Regions from separate parts of the Mus musculus genome. Here all the other regions are linked to region 1. A link is a contact called in public promoter capture Hi-C data. All regions are on one chromosome and are shown on one strand. The core of a region is the stretch at or near the end of the contact, and the rest is flanking DNA. Distances in the headings are between cores, read along the strand shown. Region 1 holds the start of Kif28 (kinesin family member 28). Region 2 holds the start of Cox20 (cytochrome c oxidase assembly protein 20). Region 3 holds the start of Cnih4 (cornichon family AMPA receptor auxiliary protein 4). Region 4 holds the start of 2900024J01Rik (a long non-coding RNA gene).

Region 1 (3,602 bases), core at 798-3,297:
CTAAACCATTAGAGATCATAGAACAAAAACCAAAAAGAAGCAGGACTGTGAAGACAAGAGCAAGCAGGTAAGCAGCACTAGCCCCATCTTCCGTTCATCCCCTGGAGCCAAGAGGGTGCTAGAAAGGGTGAGACCACTTCTCACACAAGCCTAGCCTTGACATTGTGGAGTTCAGCACTTGAAGTTAACATTCGCCACAGAGTGAAGACATACAGTTTATTGTCCACTTGGCGTGGTTGGAAGAGAAGATAGTCTACCTCTTCATTAATTTAAGTCCCACAGCTGTCTCACTACTTAGCAGTATTACTGCATGTGTGGTAAATATGTCCATGTGAGATGCCTTTGTGTAGCAGGACTCTCAGGCTGTGCTTAGGCTTGGCTGACAAATGAAAGTACAAATTCCTTCAACGCGACACAGTTGGCACCGCTCACATGTACACTGCCTTTGTATATGTTCATGCCACTTGCTACTGTTTATAAATTCGTGGGTCTGCTGGCTCTCATCCCATGAGCTGACTATAGGTACGTGGGCCATCCTTGTAACTGCAGAATTTTAGACATATCTGTGGCTGAGTATGCCCCCCGGCACACATGGGGACGCGGTGGGTGGTGAGGCCTTAACCCTGCCTGCAAGTCCACTCTCCAGGTCTCTGCGAGAGAAGCACTTGACCAGACAGCACTTTGTGCCCATTCCTACTTGACTGTATCTTTCTTTCAGAAACACAGGAAAAGGAAGTTCTTGGTCACCTCCTCCTGTAGAAATTAAGCTGGTTTCTCCCTTGGCGAGTCCAGTGGATGAAATAAAGACCGGCAAGCCAAGAAAAACTGCAGAAATAGCAGGAAAAACTCTTGGAAGGGGCAGAAAGAAGCCATCTTCTTTTCCAAAGCAAATTTTACGCAGGAAAATGCTGTAATTTTTAGCCCAAGATTTTAACACGCACCTGTTTGTAAAAGTCAACAGTATTTGTGTGGATTATTAAAGTCACCAATTTGGATGGAAATACTTTATATAAATTGTACAATTTTGTAAGCAGTAAATGAGTAACTCCACATGGAGTGCAGTTCTTGTAGTGCAGGCGTTTTATACGACTTGATGCGTTTATATCAATGTAAATATGACTTATCATTGGGAGGTTAAATAAACTACTGTAAAGTACACTGTGTGTCTGGTAGATTTTTGAGAGGAGCTTTCTGTTTGAGTTGTAATTTTATATGCTACTGGACATATGTTCATATCCTTTCTTTACAGTTAAGATACTAGAACTGTCTTAAAATGAGGGCGATGAACTATTGATTATTTTTAACATTGCTGTTTTATAATGTATGCACTTTGATGCTGTTCCTCGGATCTCTGGTCAGTACCTGTGCTCATTGGGCTTTGCCTGATACTGTGTTGAATTTGAATTGTGGGCATGTGATTTTGCCTTTTTGTAGTTTTACAAATGTTGTGTAATCTACCTCAAATGAGTAATTTTCCAGTACTGCATCGGTTTCCTAGCTAGCAGTTCTCTTCAGTAACTTAAGGACTATCTTGTCTCTCAGTTCAGAGACTTAATTATCCAGGTTAGATTGACCGGTTTCACTGCTTCCTAGCAACCTCATGGAAGGATTGAAGAAAGAAATAAAACAGTGCACCGACGTGTGCCTGCTGCTGAGAAGAGGAGCCGACAAGGTTTAGACTTCCCATGCTGTGAAAGAGCTTGCGACTTCGTCACAGGAGCCTCTCTAGTATTCAGGTTTTAAACTGGTAACTGCCACAGAACCTCAGGCACAGGTTACAGAGAATGGAAGAGTGTGAGCAGATGTCGGAAAAGAGGAAAGGAACCCTCTTTTCTGCAGCGTGTGTACCGTTGGTAATGGCGCCTGATGGAAGCCATGATGTTCATCAATAAATAAGTGTTGTCAAATAATTTATGACAGGTAATTGATAGTGTGTAATGAATGGACGCTTAATAATTGATACCTAAAAGCAGACTTTGTCAGCTAAGCTTTGGATGTTTTCGTGAGCAGTGTGCTTTGTGTGTTATTTTTCTACCGAGTAGCATCATGGATAATGAGAAAATGGGGAGAGTGCCTGTGCCGAGATCGGACAGTGTGAGAGTGGCCGTCCGGGTGCGGCCGTTCAGCCAGGTCAGTCCATGCTCATTGCCTTGCTGACAATTACTGCCTGATTTTATTAATTTTTTAATAATAGTTTCTGAATTTGTATTTAAGCTGCTTGTCATTTATGAAATATTAAACTTATTTAAATGGATTTGTCAAATGATTCACAAAAGCTCTAAGCATAATTTAGTAAACATTTAATTTCATTCCTTGGTACAAGTAGCACAATAAAAAAAACTGACAAGAGAAATACTGTCAAGTTAATAATTATTTAACCAGTGCAGTTTGCTAAATAGAGATGTGCGGTGTCTGTTTTTACTGCATGTCGGTGTGGGGCAGAGATGTCAGTTGGTAAGTGTGCTTGCCTACCGTGCATGAATCCCTAGGGTAGCTCATCAGCACTCTATGAAATGAGGCACAGAGATGTGTGGAATGCCAGCTTGAGGCGAGGCAACCTACTAGAAGCTCAGTTTTTATCCTTGGCTATGTTGTACATTCAAGGCCAGCTTGCACTACATGAAACACCAAGAAATGTTTATCTTAAAAGTAAGTCTTGCCACATGTGGACACGTCAGTGATCCCAACATAGAAAGCTAAGGTAGCAGAGTCATGTTCCTGACCAGACTTCAGTCACATAATGAGAACGTGCCAGTGTGCACTTACATGTTAGTTTTATGGAAACACTGCTCATGAGATCTCATGCGCAAGGCTGCCTCCTCCCCTTGGCTGTGCCCCATCTACCTAGCATACATGGGCACACTCTGCATACCACTCAAGTCAGAAGAACTGGAACTAAGCTCTTCCACAGGTTCCAGAGAGGATGCTGTTCTGTAAGAAGCTTGCCACAGAGGTAGAGAGCTGTGCTGTGTGTTCCCAGTGGAACCTGCTATCCCCCTTTCCATTATAGCACGCTTGTCTTTGCCCACTGTGACCAGTGAAGTTTTGTTACTCTATGACTGCTAGAAAGTGCTAGAGCTAAAGAGAAGTGTCCAGGCAGCTGGAGAGGGTGCAGTGTGTAAGAGCACTGGCTATTGCAAAAGACTTGGGTTCTATTCTCTCCTTGCCTGAGAGCCCAATTTATGCATCTGCAGGTGGCAGCAAACTTCACTGTCACCCCCTGGTAGGAGGTACAGAGAGCTCCTGGAGCAGGCAATGTCCCAGTGTGAGACTATGCTAATGCCATGTGGCTCGTTCCCATCAGCTCTGTGGTGGGCCCAGTCATCACACTAGGTGTGGAAGGAGAAGCTTTCGATCATGTGAGAGTTCTGCAAATTACATCTTTGCCATACAGGAAATGAGAAGTTTGCACTTTGTACCTTGCAACCCTTGTGCAAGCAAACACACACATACCAGGTCAAGAACTGAAAGGATTTTACCTGCTACTCACCTCCAAGGAATGTCTGAGATATCCAGGATCCTGAATCTTGATGCCACCAGCTCGTACCCTCATGAGTACATATGATGGATGAATACACAGTCCCTACTGTGTCACCTTAACG
Region 2 (3,602 bases), core at 348-2,847, 1.4 Mb after region 1:
GTGTCATTGCAAAAGGAGACCTGGTTGGCATTAAATCTTTCAAGCTTCCTGTGGCAAGCTCATCAGTGGTCCTAAAAGCCAGTTTTGTATTGTACTCAACCAGTCTCCCCCCCCAAAGGACTGCTTTGTAATCCTTTCATTTGAAAGGATTTTAAATTTGAAAGGATTTTAAATTCTGTAAGTTATATCTGTGGGTGTCTGACTTGGGCTGCCACAAGAGCTCCAGAGACTTGAACAGAGGTGGTAAATAAGCACCTTTACCTTCTGAGGATTGCGCTTGCTTCCACATCTTAAGTCCTAATACTACCATTTTTCTGTTGCCTTGCAAGACTATATTAACTAGATGCTCCTGATTTTACTTGAGTACCCACACGCTCATGGCCACTGTTTAGGCAAAGATACACTTAGATTCCATCTCACCGGGAATCTTGAGAAAACATTTACAGTAATTGGCTTGCTGTTCCACTGGCCTGGGGATTTGGCAGTAGCAACGTTCCAGTAGCAGTGTCCCCTCCTTTTACGGATTTAACATTTGTGACCTGTTATCAGCTGAATACCATTTATTCGACTCCCTGTTTGTGAGACTATTCATCTGCTTATTTGGTCTTAGTCGGTTTTGCAAACCGACCAAAGTATCAAAGTATTTTCAAGTAGTTTCTCTTGCTTCCAAAATCTTTTCTGAGACAGGTTTTAGGTTTACTTTGTAGCCCTGGCTATCCTGGAACTCACTGCCTCCTAAGTGCCTGGTTAAAAGGTGTGCCCATCCCAAGCCTTCATGGCTTTATTTTTCAGAGCAGAGTCTTTTTGTCAAACCCACTGTTCAATTTCAGCAAGTCTAGATGAGCTATGAAGCAAACACTACATTTGACCTTACTTGTGCTAGCAAGTTTTCATTTGATAGGTAGTGTTTTAGTTGTTTAACAAAAGACATCTTTAGACACTTGACCATGGCTTAATTAGTCTCCACTTGGGACACCTTCCTGTAGCCATTCTATCAGGCCTAGCAGTTCATGGCCAAACTGCAGTTTTATCCCGGCTGGCTTAAATGGATGAAATTCGACTGTCCCGTTACCCCAGTAGGATGTCGGCTTCATGCAGAGTGGAGATTTCGTCTTTTTTAATAAGAGGTCAAACTGCAGTTCTCACATTGAACTAACAAATCTATACCTTACCTGTGAGTGTGCGCTCCTGTGTTGTGCAAGGAAAAGGACTGATTCACTTGCTGGCCCAGAACTCACCCCTGCCTCAGCCCTCAAAGTGGAGATTACTGGCATGCACCATCACGCCCAGCTCTCCAGAGTTTTCATTTCCCCTTTATTAGCCCTTTCTACCAAATCCAATGCTAGTTTTGGATTAGTCTCCGTTTTCTGACCCTGCAGGCCTGCTCTTCACTAGTTTAACTGGCAATTTAGATATATCCGGGATATGAGGACTAGATCGCTGATATACCTCGCGGCTATGGGATGGGTCTAGGAAACCGGGTCGCGGCCTGCGCACTGCACACCTCCCCCCACCCCCCCTTGCCCCATGGCGAACATTACCTTTTTCTCCGTCTCGTGGGGCTCCGGGGCGGCCGCCATGGGCACCAGTCCTCTCCATCGCCCCGCCCAGGCCCGCGACGGGAGCAACACGGGCTCCGCCCACCCCATCCCCGCGCGGCGGCGGCCATCTTAGGGAGCGTTCCTGGGGCTGTCCGGAAGCCCGCCCTGGCACACTCCTTTGTTCCATGGAACCGGCCACACTGTTTTCCAACCCGCAACCGACCATGAGGAACGCGAGTGGTGGCAACCTAGAGAAGCGCCACCGGTTCCTGTCTCGCAGGCAGGGTGGCCCGAGTCAAGGAGCACCGAGAAACTCGCTTCCCTCAGCCCCTCCTCCGCCTTAACCGCCATTTCAACCGTTGTGCGCGTCCCCGTGCTGGGCGCTGAGGGCGGAGCCGGGGCCGCGCGTCGCGCGCCGCTTTGTCCTCTTAGAGGGCGGGAGTCCGGGTTTGACGGCCCCCGCACTGCCGGAAGTCGCCTGGCGCTGTTTCCGCGGGCCTCGTTCCCAGCTTGTCCTTTGTCCTAGCTTTGGTGACCTTGACAACCTCCCGCACCCCCGCCTCGGTCCCTCGCGGCGGCCTTCCAGCGCCCGCCAGGCCCACGCCCCTCCCCCTCCGGCCCGCAGATTTAGGTTAAAAATAGCGCGCCGCTCGCGTGGAGGAGACTCAGGACAAAATGGAGGCGGCCGCTACCTAGGGGGCATGCGTCAGGCGGCAAGTGCCTTCCTTCGGGAGGGAGGCCGTGGGTGACGCGACGGTGACATAGCGGGTAGAAACCCAGACCGTGGGTCGTTTGGGTCCAAGTGTCAGCCAGTTCAGCAGGCGATGGCGACTCCGTTTTCGGGTTAATGTCCTGGCCCCGGCCTTTTGCCTTTCTTTGTTTACCTATTTCCCGATTTGGCCTCTTCCGTTCCAAACGGCCCTTCCCCGGAAAATGTCCCGGCCTGTCATTGTGCAGAGTCATGCCGCCTTTCATGTAACGTGCTGCACGCTACTTGCCCGTCAGTGTTAGCTGGGAGGGTCTCATCTTAATTACCATGCGGACTGCTTACTGTCTTATTCTTCATGCTCATTAACTGCTTTTCGCCAATCCCAGGGGGTAAAAGTGATTTATATTTCTCTTTATGCGTAGTAAGTTGTTTTTTGTTTTTAAGGAAGCTGAACAGTTACAAAGTGTATAATGCTCTAATATTACTAGGACTAGAAAAGGAACTGTTATCTTGACAGTTTGGGATACTCTACTGAAATTCTTGGCTAGCCAGGCTTTGAATTTTTGTCTGGAAGGTAATATTTAAGGTTGTAATATTCCATAAAGGAGAGAGGAATTCTTTTGCATTCCTAATTGCGGTATAAAGGACGTAACGGGAAAAATACCGAGGAAATGGCGTTACCGTTTTACTTGTGACTGAGACGTTGCTAGAGTATACTGAGTTGGAGTCCATTTCACTTGTTTGAAAAATGTCATGGATTCGATAAAGTTTCTTAATTTAACGAAAATAGAATATTTTTCAGTTTTGTCTTTTAACAGTTAATAATGAAAAGTAACAAGCTCACCCTTCTCCTTCTCCCTGAAGGTGTGGATGAAAGAAAACGACTTTGAAGAGAATAGAGTTTATTCTGTAGTAAAATGTAAATGATCATGACCCAAGGACAGGATTCAAACTGCCCCCAAACCATATTCAACATAAAAGTGTTACAGTCTTATGAGTTTTATATGGTAACAAAAGAGATAAGACACTTCAGTTTATGGAATGTCTCTGGCTATTGGCCTTAGATTTCATCTGATGACATTCTCAGTCTTTGGGATTGGTGGAAGTTAGTGTTCTGTTTATACATTCCAGAAGGACAGTCACAAGGATAGATGCTAAGCTATACATAGAAGTGGGCAATGAATGGCTATTAAGGAGGCCAAGGATAGCCTAAGATAATTTAGCTCCAGGCTTGCAGCATTCCAGGTCTCTCCTGTCACAGTAGAATCAGCCTTGTAGAATTTTTAACTAAGGATTGGGGTGAGTGGTTGTGTGGTTTCCCCCTCATAGGAACTATAGTTAACAAAGGAGTT
Region 3 (3,602 bases), core at 669-3,168, 1.4 Mb before region 1:
TGTGGAGGCACTCTACAGCTGAGCCACACCCTCAGATCAACAACAACAAAAAAATCTCATGAATTTATTTCTAACAGAAATTGTGTATCCTTGACCTAAAGTCATTTTGTTTATGTCAAAAGTTTGCAGCGACTCCCTACTGCTTGCAGGATGAAACCCCCCCCCCATCTGATCTAACCCTCCTTTCCCATCTGATCTCATGATGACCCTAAGGAACCATGAGCTCCTGATCTTTACCCATCACACAAAAATAAGCATGCCTGCCCTGCACCTTGCTCTGACCAGTGACTGCAAATATCTGTCCCCTTTCCCCTGTAGATTTCTTCACTATTCTAATTCCACACACTCCTATAGTTTACATGAAATCTACTCTGACCATTTCCCACCTACTCTCTGTAACGCAATTACTCCAACAATCCTACAACACTGTAAAATCTGAATTCTCACCAAAATGTGCCCTGACTGTGTAACCACTGTTCAACATTCCAGCTAACATGTACATATATACATGATCTGTTATACACCAAGACTGTTTTAATGATCAAATTTTCCAAACTACAAAAATAATAAAAAATTGTTGTTGCATTTCTGTCAAACAGCTCTGGTCCCTTATATCATAAGCTAAACAATGGTCATTGGAACTTAGGTAAGAGATCTTGCCCTTTTATTCAGTTCCTCAAAGCTAATAAAACACAGGGCTCTTTGCATGAGAAATCATCAAAGTAAGAACTGCTGCTAGATAATTTCAATTGGGCAGCCACTGGGTGTTTGACACAAATTCTCACTGTGTATATTTAGGAAATACATATCTACAATCCTAAAGAAAATCGAAGCAGGTAAGATACAGTACTGGGCAAGGTTCATAGTTCCAAAGTTTGTTTCTTCCTATTAAGACAAACTGTCAGTTCATCATAAAAGCGGGAAATATATTCTGTGCAGCCATTCCAGGGCTGCACAAACAAAAAGTTCAATTCGATCAGAAAAGAGGACGTGATTTCATAGGGAAAGGGGCAACAGCCACAGGTCCTGGAGCACTTTACTAGTCATATCTAATTACTTAAAAGTGGTCTGTGCATTACACTACTGCATTACAGCAGCGTGCTGTAACAAAGACTATCATCCCCCAAGGACTGAGAGTACTGAAGTCACATCACACAACTACTACAGTGCTAGGCTGAAGAACACCATGTACTGGTCTGGAAAATACTGTTTGAAACCTGTAACAGAAACAACTATAGAAAATACTGAATGTTAACACGGATTTTATATATATATATATAAAGTTTAGAAACTGGGGATTAAGCCACAGGTATAGTTACTGAGTTTACAGATAGTCCACTGCGGAAGGCAACCAGAAACACTTTGTGGATGCTTCTTTCAAAAACCCTAAAGAACTGCACGTGAAGGAAGCACACCGCCAGTTCTTGGAATGAGTCATCTCCTGGGTGTGGGGAGTCTCCAGAAGGGCAGACACCCACAAGGACAAAGGGGCAAGGGTGCTGCCGGGGACTAGAGAAGGCGGCAAAGCCTCAGGCCGGCCGGCTATGCCCCTGAACGGCTTCGCTCTCTCGGGGACCCCCGGCGGCCCAGGCAGGCGAAGAGGAGGCAGGGGGAGCTGGCTCAGGCCCGCCCGAGGCGCAGCGAGGCTCCTCCGCTCGCGACCCGGGCCCGCGCCGCCGCCCCCTCACCCCAACCTGCCAGCGCCCGCCGGGCCCACCCTCTGCCCATTGCCCCGGCGGTAGCCCTGGGAACGAGCGGCGGCCGCGGCCCGCTTCAACCAAGGATACGAAGTAGACGGAGAGGAAGATGAGCGCGCAACAGTCGAGGAGCGAGAAGAGGAACACCACCGCCTCCATCCTCCGCCGCCGCTCCGCCCGTCAAACCAGCTTCGGGCCGCGCCGCTGGGATAGGCGGCATGCCGGGAGTTGTGGTCCAAAAACGCCACCTCCGCGACGCGATGCATGATGGGAAATGAAGTTCACTAGTGCCCAGGGAGCATAGCAGGTGGACCTCACCCTCATTTAGTATCCACTGCATGAAGTTACTCACCCTGTATGAAATTTTCTGTCTCTCTTTTACTTTGTATCCATCCTTCCTTGCCTATCATATGAAATTTTCTGTCTCTCTTTCACTTTGTATCCATCCTTCCTTGCCTATCATTGTTGGTTTCTGTGGAATGCGCTTTGTATGCGAGTGGTATGATCTTGCTCTGTAAGCCCAGCCTGGCCTCTAACTTGGGTCTCTTTGCATTGGGATTATTGGCATAGGTCTCCACACATGGCTGCTTTAACGCCTGTTCTCTACCCTCCTGCATTCTATAACTTTTCATCTCAAATACAAAGCCACTGAGTTCTGCTCTTCAGTTCCTGACCTGTTTCCCCAGCACTTACCCAGTTGCTTGCCAATTCTTGATAACAGCAAGCTTTCTCACCTCTGAATTTGAAGAATTTTACAGAATCCAGTTATCAACCTTTTTTTAAAGAGGGAGGCAAATAATTTTTACTACACCCTTACTATAGACCAAGAGCTACTGTACACTTCAAGTGCAGAGATGAACAGAGCAAACAACTGCTCTGGTGGTTAAAAGGGCAATAAAGTAGCAACTAAATATTCAAAACAGAACTTGGGTGGGTTCTGTTGCCTTTGGAAGCCAATTCCAGCAGCCATTCACTCGCTCATCCATTTATTTAACTTTCATTTTAAATTTAAATTTAAAGCAGGTAGTGTATGTGAGGCACTGTTCTAGGTCTTAAGAGACACAATGAACAGAGAGGGGAGGCACCCACAAGCCTGCACCTTGCATAGTAAGTGTAGGGGAGATAGAATAAACCACAGAAATTAAAAGCAGTCCCAAGTACCCTGAAGGGCAGGAAGAAACCCCTGAAGAGCAGCAGAGACCAGGCTGAGGGTTTCACACAGGGTTGGACGATTTACAAGGAGCAGAGAGGCCCAAGACAGTAGGCACTTGCTGTGCTTAAAAAGAAAAAAGAAAAAAAAACAGGATGGGGTAGGGGGTGTGCTGGAGGGATGGCTCCCTGGATTCCATTCCCAGAATCTGGATGGCAGCTCACAACTGTCTGTAATTCCATCTCCACGGATCCAGCACCCTTTTTACCACCACACTGGGCCTGTCCTACATCCCTTAGATGGTCTTTTATCCTGAGAAAATGTAATAGCTCACACCACAATTAACCACAATTATTTTGTTTGTTTGTTTAAATTTTTTAATGTATGGGTGCTCTACCTGCATATATGTCTGCATGCCAGAAGAGGGCATCAGATACCAATATAGATGATTGTGAGCCACCATGTGGTTGCTTGGAATTGAACTCAGGACCTTTGAAAGAGATGTCAGTACTCTTAACCACTGAGCCATCTCTACAGCACACACACACACACACACCCCACCCACCCCCACCCCCGCTAACCACAATTATTAAATTACCATTTCCCATTATGATGAATTTTGTCTTAATTCTACCTAAAACTCAAAAGCATTGTTGCAATGTCAAATACCGGGAAATGTAGCATCAGGCTTTTCCACCTGCACACAAGCTCCCCAAGATAATGACTTAATGCTTCGGGTTATTCTCTAGCTCATA
Region 4 (3,602 bases), core at 466-2,965, 1.0 Mb before region 1:
TTAGCTTCCCTGGGCAGTAGGCATGCATGTAGTGTACAGACACATGAGCAACACACCCATACACTAAAATAAAATAAAATAAAATAAAATAAAATAAAATAAAATGAGTTTCTGACTCCAGGGAGCTGGACTTAGAGGCGACTATAAACCACCCAATGTGAAAGCCATTGAAAAAACAGATGTCTATACCCTAGTTGTTTCAGACAGAATAAAGATTTTCAAATAACTGAGTCAATAACCTGTTTTCAATTTAAATTAGTTAAATTTAAATTTTTTAGTTCCGACTGGGATGACAGCAACTCAGGAGACTGAGGCAGGCTGATCTTTCCATCGAGGCCAGCCTGATCTACAGAGAGTTTCAAGCTAGCTACACCTACGCATACTGTACCGTCACGCACTCCATAAGCAGAGGTGGCTGGCTGGTGGTTCCTTCAGGTGTTTTCCCCTGTCTCGCATCTCGCATGGAGACCTGTCTGACCAGTATCTGTTCCGCCCTACCCTTGGATGTCCAATGTGTGCATCAAACCCAGCATGCCCCAAACTGCCGTTCTGACTCCCACACCACCGGTGGAACCAGCAGGGCCAGTCTTCATCTTTGGGAGTGAGCCTGTGAGGCTGGCTTGCTCTTTCCCAACCACCCAGTCCCAACACTAAACACGTCTACACAGCTCTGTCCTGCTCCATCCTCTTCCTGCCTCTCCTCCCGTGAGCTTCCATGGCCATCTGCCCACATGTATGTTTCAATTCTGTCTTTTTTTTTTTTTTTTCAAGTTTTGGGAAAGAGGATTTTTGTGTTTGCTTTGTAGCGATAATTTGTTTGTTTAAGTCAAGGGCTCAGTACCTGGCTAACTTTACCTATGGGAGATCCTCTTCCCTCTGCCTCCAGAGTGCTGGAATTACAAGCTTCCCACCACATCGGCTTCAATAAATATTTTCAATGAATGATGACTTTCAGGTGGGAAAACACCTCCAACCAATCTAGAACAGGCGCCCTGTCCAGAGTTGTAAAAAAAAAAAAGGGTTTGGGAACTCCAGCCACCGTACGGGGAGTGAGCCTCCTGCGGAGGCACTGGGACCTGACTATCCGCAAGATGCAGGCATGGACTGACCACACAGCGCCCAAGCGGCCGGTGGGACGCTTCCTGATCCGTCCTCTCTTGGCGACTGGGAAAGAGAGAGGTGGCTTTGGCTACAACTGCTTCTGGGCCAGGTAATTCTAGAGAAAGGAATGACGCGCACCTATGGGCACCAGCTGCAGAGTTGTTTGGGTGCTCCTAAGTGACCAAAGGTCCCCGAAGCCCGATCCGGAGGAGGAGCTACGGCCGCTGCATACGGGCGGGGTGGCCCAGGGCGTGCGCGCTCCCGAGGAATGGCAATCGGGCGTCGCGGCTCCAACGCCTAATTTACCAAGGCGAGCCCAGCCCTGCCCTACGGTGTCTGTGACCTGCCCACCGAGTGGGTCCCCAACCAATGAACCTCAGCTCTCGTGAGCCACAGCTCCATGGGTCCCAAATGTCCCTGGCTCCTGTGGGTCCCAGGCTTCCCCGTCGCCTGCCCCGGCAGACAAGGAGGGGTCATTTACCGCGAAGACGAAAATCTTTCCAGGAAGTTTGTACCTATTAATATTGCTGTTCCTGGCAGCAGCTCTCCGCGCGGGGCGGGGGCAGGGCAGACCCTGCAGCTGCTTCTACCGCCTAGTGTCCGCCTCTGGCCCGGGACAAGGAGCGGAGGGCAGCTCTAGGTCCCCACGCCTACGGCGGGGGCAGGACCTGCTCGGATGCTCAAGGCGCCAGAGCCCAGCGGCTTGCCCGCGAGCAGCGCGCGGTGGGACCCGGAAGATCCCGAGGCCAAGGCGCAAACCAAGAGCTGGGACTCGGGAGGGGGAAGGGAGAGGGAAGAGAGGGATCCTTGCATCGGTTACCAGAGGCCGCTAGGCCGCGCCGTTCCCCCAAAAGAAAGCTGGTCCCGGAAGCAGGTATGCTCCTGCAGTGGGAGACCATGAGCCTCGGGGCCCTGGAGAGGTTGGGACCCTGGTTCTGACCTTGCTATGGTTTCACAGCCGCAAGGCGCTGCAGCAGAAATTTGATATTCGAAAGCTTGTGGCCTCCTCGCCACCACCTTGCAAGACTGTCTCCAGTCACAGACACAGACATTAGAGGTCGTAGTGTTGTTTTGTTACTCAGTGCAAGGCCTGGTGTGTACAACAGGATCTCTTAGAAAGAAGCACAGCTGTTTTCCTGCAGTAGCGGCCCCGGAACCACACGACCGGCAGCTCCAGCCCCAGACCACAGCTCGCTGGATTTTCAGAAGTTCCTTGGGCCAGAAGTGCCAGCCAGATCACTCTTTCTCTCAGGTCACATATGGTACATAAATCACTTTGCAAAAGAACCTTAATTTATGACTCTTTTGGGTGTTTATGTAGATAAGCAGTAATTTAGTCATCCCTGAAGTGGTGATCCCTGGACACCTCAAGTGTTAACTGTCCAGAGTATGAATTAAAGTCCCTGTGTCACACCGTCTCTTCCTCAGAATTCTAGAGTCCTCTGCAGGGTGCTCTGGTAATCATCTTCCTCCTCCTCCTCCTCCTCCTCCTCCTCCTCCTCCTCCTCCTCCTCCTCCTCCTCCTCCTCCTTCTTCTTTCCCGAGACAGGGTTTCTCTGTGTAGCCCTGGCTGTCCTGGAATTCACCCTGTAGACCAGGCTGGCCTCGAACTCAGAAATCCGCCTGCCTCTGCCTCCCAACGTGCTGGGATTAAAGGTGTGCACCACCACTGCCCCGCTCTGTTAATCTTCTTGCTCAGGATGACCAGGCCTATTCTGTGCAGGGACTCTGTCCAGCTCTGCGTGGAGGGCAGTGCCCACAAGTCACCAGTATTGAGACACGGAAGGACAGAGGTAAAGTATTTATTTCCTAATGTCCGCCTTCCAGCCTTCAGGGTCTCTTGGAAGCTCAGGGCCCATGTGGTTCTCCCAGATGGCTTGCACTAGCTTGACAGGGGACTGTGCCAGAATCTGGCGTCTTAAGGTAGGGTTCACCAACTAAATAGTTTTCCCTTAGCCCTTCCCCTTGGGGAAGTCGGGGGTGGGGATCCTCAAAGGCAAATCCAAAATGGAGTGTGAGACCCAACAGTGGTGGCCTCTCTTCTGCCTCCTCCGGATGCCTGATGTGGAGATCTCTCCTGGGCATTTCAGCCTCTCCCTGCAGACGCCAGCAGGAGATCCATTCTGGAAGCTTAAGCCCGCAAGCAGGGCTGCCTCTTCAGCTTCCAGCCTTGTCCAAAGCACTTGGCTTCTCGTTTCCTCCATACCCAGAAGGTACCACGAGAGGGAAAAGGTCCTGTGAGACTAATGCTCTGGATTCAGCTTGGGTGGGCCAGGCAACCCATCACCTTCCCTTTGGGCTGCAGAAACCTGTGAGGTTGCCTCGGGCAGATCCCTGGAACAAAGATTGGTAGCATCAGCTGTTTTACTGCAGAGCTAGGCACACAATCCTTGCTAAAAATAAACACAAAGGAAAACCCCAAAGCAGCTAAGCCTATTTTCATACCTTTTTTTTTTTTTTTCTTGTTCACTCTCTTTTGTCTTCTTGCTACTTGGTTGCTG

The links. Promoter capture Hi-C pulls out the DNA fragments that hold promoters and counts their contacts. Capture Hi-C pulls out chosen DNA fragments and counts their contacts.
Region 2: a contact with region 1 is called in a promoter capture Hi-C map of the HPC-7 cell line, with 4 times the contacts expected there. The contact joins the promoter of Cox20 here to the promoter of Kif28 in region 1. A contact is called at or near these places in 12 of 39 promoter capture datasets (the C10 cell line, the HPC-7 cell line, HPC-7-derived erythroid cells and 7 more), 1 of 484 Hi-C or Micro-C datasets (embryonic stem cells), 7 of 115 datasets of contacts at active chromatin or transcription factors (astrocytes, embryonic forebrain, embryonic stem cells and 3 more) and 1 of 9 other capture datasets (embryonic stem cells).
Region 3: a contact with region 1 is called in a promoter capture Hi-C map of liver, with 2.5 times the contacts expected there. The contact joins the promoter of Cnih4 here to the promoter of Kif28 in region 1. A contact is called at or near these places in 3 of 39 promoter capture datasets (liver and pre-B cells) and 1 of 9 other capture datasets (liver).
Region 4: a promoter capture Hi-C map of liver shows a contact between it and region 1, with 3 times the contacts expected there. The contact joins the promoter of 2900024J01Rik here to the promoter of Kif28 in region 1. A contact is called at or near these places in 1 of 39 promoter capture datasets (liver) and 1 of 115 datasets of contacts at active chromatin or transcription factors (pancreatic cancer cells).

Annotation. Positions count from the first base shown.
Region 1 is chr1:179,743,645-179,747,246 of GRCm38.p6, reverse strand. Kif28 (kinesin family member 28) reads left to right here and starts at 2,047. Exons shown (of 23, transcript NM_001370897.1): 1 at 2,047-2,130. The coding sequence starts at 2,047. Ahctf1 (AT hook containing transcription factor 1) reads left to right here. Exons shown (of 36, transcript NM_026375.2): 35 at 1-67; 36 at 719-2,343. The coding sequence ends at 914.
Region 2 is chr1:178,317,148-178,320,749 of GRCm38.p6, reverse strand. Cox20 (cytochrome c oxidase assembly protein 20) reads right to left here and starts at 1,597. Exons shown (of 4, transcript NM_025511.2): 1 at 1,542-1,597. The coding sequence starts at 1,580.
Region 3 is chr1:181,149,247-181,152,848 of GRCm38.p6, reverse strand. It overlaps Cnih4 (cornichon family AMPA receptor auxiliary protein 4), which reads right to left and starts at 1,918. Exons shown (of 5, transcript NM_030131.3): 1 at 1,788-1,918. The coding sequence starts at 1,856.
Region 4 is chr1:180,776,074-180,779,675 of GRCm38.p6, reverse strand. It overlaps 2900024J01Rik (a long non-coding RNA gene), which reads right to left and starts at 1,715. Exons shown (of 3, transcript XR_373751.4): 1 at 1,617-1,715.